Linked DNA regions of Mus musculus: region 2 is linked to region 1. A link is a contact called in public HiChIP or PLAC-seq data. All regions are on one chromosome and are shown on one strand. The core of a region is the stretch at or near the end of the contact, and the rest is flanking DNA. Distances in the headings are between cores, read along the strand shown.

The links. HiChIP or PLAC-seq counts read pairs in DNA pulled down with a chosen protein or histone mark.
Region 2: a contact with region 1 is called in an H3K27ac HiChIP or PLAC-seq map of embryonic stem cells, with 16 read pairs. The contact joins two enhancer-like sites. A contact is called at or near these places in 1 of 39 promoter capture datasets (hematopoietic stem and progenitor cells), 6 of 484 Hi-C or Micro-C datasets (Th2 cells, bone marrow-derived macrophages, cumulus cells and 2 more), 7 of 115 datasets of contacts at active chromatin or transcription factors (all in embryonic stem cells) and 3 of 9 other capture datasets (adipose tissue, liver and pancreatic islet).

What each region holds. Positions count from the first base shown.
Region 1 is chr10:88,546,089-88,548,620 of GRCm38.p6, forward strand. It overlaps Mybpc1 (myosin binding protein C, slow-type), which reads right to left. Exons shown (of 29, transcript NM_175418.5): 17 at 1-43. Among named protein-coding and RNA genes, the nearest start is that of Chpt1, 43 kb to the left of the region's middle. Within about 2 kb of position 1,268, at least 14 of the 459 cell types and tissues checked have an H3K27ac peak or open chromatin away from gene starts, as enhancers often do. A contact at or near this core is called in embryonic stem cells, where this site is marked.
Region 2 is chr10:88,707,624-88,710,155 of GRCm38.p6, forward strand. No RefSeq gene overlaps it. Among named protein-coding and RNA genes, the nearest start is that of Gm4925, 22 kb to the right of the region's middle. Within about 2 kb of position 1,263, at least 68 of the 459 cell types and tissues checked have an H3K27ac peak or open chromatin away from gene starts, as enhancers often do. A contact at or near this core is called in embryonic stem cells, where this site is marked.

The sequences.
Region 1 (2,532 bases), core at 18-2,517:
GGTAGGATTCTGCCCTGATCCGACCACTGCCTTCCATAATAGCCTGAAAAGGAAGAAGCAAACACGATGTGATGGATTGACAAGAGCCACTCTAGAGTATCTGAGGACCTCAGCCAGGCGGGCCCAAGTGTCTGACCTGTACATTGTCAGGTCAATCTACTCCATTTACCCAGGAGGGAACCCAGACTTCATGTGCTCAAGCCCACATTGCTGAGAGGCAGAGAGCCGGGGCTGGATTCAAAAGTCTGTTAACTAGAAGCTTTCCCAAAGAAAGCCAAGGACAGAAAAATACAAGGGAGGTGTCCTTTTGGGATGCCAACTAATATCAGAGACTCATGGATTTCATTTGCATGGATATCTTGAGAAAACGGGAACACGTTGAAAAGGTTGGGAGTGGGGGCACTCATCTTTAACCCCAGCACTCTGGCGGCAGATCTCTGTGATCTGCAAGTTCAAGGCCAGCCAGAGCTACATAGTGAGATCTTATCTCCAAAAAACAAGCAAGGCAAAACGCAAAAACCAAAAAAACATGGCAGCGGGTGAGCAGTGTTGGAAGATGGTGCCAGGATAATCTTCCACTCTGTTTAATATTAAGTTTCCATTTTTAAAAGATGTATTTACTTTCACTTTATGGGTGTGTTGTTCTGCGTGCATATGTCTGTGCACCATGGATATCCAGTATTCCTGAGGGTCAGAAGACAGCCTCAGATCTCCCAGAGCTGGAGTCATAGATGGTTGTTAGCAGCTATGTCGATGTTGGGAACGGACTCCCTGGGTCCTTTGCAAGAGCAACAAGTGCTCTGAACCACTGAGCCAACTCTCAGCCTTAAGTTTCCACTTTGGATAAGGATGTGGAAAGATGACTGATCCCAAGTGGCAGGGAAAAGCTGAGCTGGCAGCTGTACTCTTTGATTTTCTGCTGTGTTAAATTCTTAAACCGCTGAGCTACATCCCCCAACCTCTGATCTCCTAAGCCAGGTGCTCACTGCATAGCCCTGACTGGTCTGGAACTTGCTGTGTAGACCAGACCAGCCTTGAATTCCCAGAGATCCTCATGCCTCTGCCTCTAGAGTACTGGGAATAAAGGCACATGTCACCATACTGGCCCCCACACCCCAGGGCTCCATCTGAGCAGCTTCCACTCCAGTGCATGATCTCCTGCCTCCCTGGGCTTCTTGTATGAAAAAGCCCTAAACGGTCTTTAGGTTATGTCTGGGTGTTTACCCCCTGTATGTTACCTGGATTGAAATATCTCCCTCCCTCCTCTTTCCTCTGCTAGGAACCAGACCCGGGGCTTCATGCATGTCAGGCAAAGGCTCTACCCCCTACTAGCCCCCCCTGTCACTACCATTGGAATATTCTCCCAAGGCAGTAAGCAAGGCAGTGTAGGATATCCTTACTTATTGTTATATTCTGAGCCATCGCTTTTTATAACTTGACCTGGTTCAGATGTCCAGAAATTAACTGTTCACACGGTTTTGTTAATTTGGGGATTACTCTCTGTGTGAGAATTTAAGTTGGGTTCCTGTGGTTCCATTTCTCTGCAAGTAAAAGTCTTAAATTCTGCCTTTAGTCTCCCCTGCAACCCCGCCCCCAGGAAGCCAGGGATTGTTTAAACTGAGACACTTTACCCCCTTCCCCCCCAAGTCCCCATCTTTTGTTTTCTCCTGGTCTCCACCCAGCAGCAGTGGCTTTCTAGGCCTCCCACACACTAATTAAGCTCATTCCCTGTCCTTGACCTTGGTGCTTGCAAGGCCTACACCAGGAGATCACTTCCCTTCGGAATTCAGGGAGGGGAGTCTCTTACTGTCAATCATGGAGGCTTAGGTGGGTGAGGGTGACACTCTGCCCAGTTACTATCACAATATGCTCTTGGGTTTTTCATTTTGCTTAGTGTGTGTGTGTGTGTGTGTGTGTGTGTGTGTGTGTGTTAAAGACAGGGTCTTTTTAGGTAGCCTTTACTGTCCTTTGATAGTGAATACTCCTATCTTAGTCAGTGTAATTGTTATGGAACGGGACACCATACCCAGCTTAGCATGTCCTGTTATTTCCACTGCACTCTTTACTATGCAAAGTGATTTCCTTCTCTATTTTACTTCTTTTCTTCCTTCCTGCTCCATGGCATCCATGGAATATAAGGTGGGACTGTGTTCATAAGTCACAGAATCAGGCTTAGCTAAATAAGTAGGTGGCTAGAAATATAAAAACAAATGATTAATGGATTCATGCAAAAATCAGTTTTTATTCTCTTTTCAGAGGAATTATATCCATAATGAACTTTTTTTTGGACTATTTTTTTTGTTTTCTCTCTCTCTCTCTCTCTCTCTCTCTCTCTCTCTCTCTCTCTCTCTCTCTCTCTCTCTCTCTCTCTCTCTCTCTCTCTCTCTCTCTCTCTGTATGTTGTGTTTAGACAGGGTCTCACTCTTTGACTGTAGCTTTGAATGTCCCAGAACTCATTATGTAGGCCAGGCTAGCTTCCAAATCATAGAAGCCTGCCTGTGTTTGTTTCCAGTGTCGGGATTAAAGACACGA
Region 2 (2,532 bases), core at 13-2,512, 160 kb after region 1:
TAGGGTAAAAGCTCTGAGCTCACTTCCAGGTTTGAAAACCCACCCCAAACCCACCAATCCCAGAGCTAAAAAAACCCACCAATGCCTGAGCTATAAAACAAACAAACAAACAAACAAACAAACAAACACCAATTCAATCTCTGAGCTCAGATCAAACTCCCACCAATCCCTGGCTCAGAACAACCTCAATGCTTGGGCTTGCCCCAAGCTTAGGACTTGAAATCCTACCAATTTCCACCCTGGAAATTTCAATCCTGGAAAGCTCCGCCCCTAAGAAACCCTATATAGGGCTGGCAAGATGGCTCAGCGGGTAAGGACACTGACTGCTCTTCTGAAGGTTCTGAGTTCAAATCCCAGCAACCACGTGGTGGCTCACAACCACTCGTAATGAGATCTAATGCCCTCTTCTTGTGCATCTGAAGACAGCTACATCGTACTTATGTATGATAATAAATAAATCTTAAAAAGAAAAAGAAACCCTATATAAACCTGTTTCCTGCTCAGTTCTCTGCTGCTTCTCACTCGAACATGAACAGCCACAAGTCTCTTGTTCTGTGGTGTAACTTTGTGGTATTCTTTGGCTCTGAACTGCCAGGAAACCTTCTCCCTCAGACCTCTAACACTCCCACCACTGGGGAAACCTTCTCCCTCAGACCTCTAACATTCCCACTGGGGAAACCTTCCCCTGCAGAGAGCTGTAACCTTTCCTTTAGGGAAGTCTCCACTGGGAAGCCTTTCCTCTCAGAGCTCTATACTTGCAGTAGAATTTAACATGTCCTTGGTTGATTAAAGCCTGTCTGTCTAACATGTGGGGAACACAGTTGTTAGTTATTCATATGGTGTTGACTCTGTGTTTACTTACTCTCTGTTGATAGCATACTATGTTCACTATTCACTGGCTGCGTGCTCGATGCTATTCTAGTAAGTAGCAAGCAAGACCAGGCAAGGCTCCTGAAGTCAGGAAAGCAATGGCTTGGTGGTGTAGACGGGGCTTCATCAGAAAATAACAGGCAGATGTACATTTTCCTCAAAAAAAAAAAAGGTGTGTATTTGAAGATACCAAGGTATCTTCTAGCTCAAATATCTTAATTATTTTAGTTCTCTTTTTCTCTTTATCTGTGCACGTACTTTTTAGAGTGGGAAACCCCCTACTTGAGCAAATGGCTAGTGAATAACGTCACGTGACTCCTTTCCATATTGCTCACTTAAATCTGATGTTCTCAGGCAGCCTCCTCCTGCACTCTTGCTAAAGCTCTGCAAGTTTGCTGACTCATTGTTCTCAGAGGAACATCACGAGCCATGAGTAAGCAAACTGCACTGACTAAGGAGACAGATGGCGACCCTTTGTTTGGCTCTCTGGGGGGTAGAATTTGAAAGCTCAGACTTGGGGCTGAGAGTCTTTTCCTGGAACCCTATGTTATTTATCTTTCTTTAGAAACCCACCACTTGGCATCATTTAGCACTGCTTTCCCCTGATAATAGAGTGTAAATGTCTTATGTTCACTAGAAGGATATGATTAAAAAAAAAAAAAAAGAGGTTGGAAAATCTGAAGATTGAGAAACTTGGTTAGAGACTTCAGACTTGAGCTGTTGTTCAGAGGGAGGCATGGCACAAAATTCTGGCTGCTAGGTGGCAGAGACCACACCATGAAACACGGAGGAAACATAACTGCTAAGCCATCTTGCCCCCGTACAGAAAAAGTCCATTTCGTTACCAAAGGTCACCACCACTCAATCCAGAGCACACCCAGCAGCCAATTAAAGTTGTAAAGCAGCTGGGCGTGGTGGCAAAAACCTGTCTCAAAAACCAAAACTAAAGACAAAAAACAACAACAACAACAACAACAAAAGTTGTCGTTTCTGATCTGCCTCATTCTGACTCTTATAGGCAACCATCACTTACTCTTTTTGTTTCTTTGTATTCATTTTTTTTTTTCTCTTAAGATTGAGGTCTCTCTGTGTAGCCCTGCTGTCCTAGAACTCACTCTCTAGACCAGGCTGGCCTCAAATCCACAGAGATCCTCAATTGCTCTGCCTCTTCAGTGTTGAGATTAAAGGCATTCACCACCACACCTGGCCAGGCTTACTTTTTAAGCCTAACAATATTCATTTAAGTTGGTTCTTTTTCTTTTTCTTTTTTTTGGGGGGGGGGGATTTGGTTTTTTGGTTTTTTTGGGGGGGGGTTAATTGGTTTTTTTTTTTTTTTTTTTTTTTTTTGGTTTTTCGAGACAGGGTTTCTCTGTGTAGTCCTGGCTGTCCTGGAATTCACTCTGTAGACCAGGCTGGCCTCGAACTCAGAAATCCACCTGCCTCTGCCTCCCAAGTGCTGGGGTTAAAGGCATGTGCCACCATGCCCCGCAAGTCGGTTCTTTATTTTATGGTTTTCACTACAGCACCAGGTCTTCCCAAGTGCTGTTGCATCTAAACATCAAGCAGGCCTGACCCCGATTTAGCTTCTGAGACCAGTGGAGATCAGGCGTGTTGAGGGTGGTTTGACTGTAGACTCATCTAAGTGGCTAATGTTGCAGAACT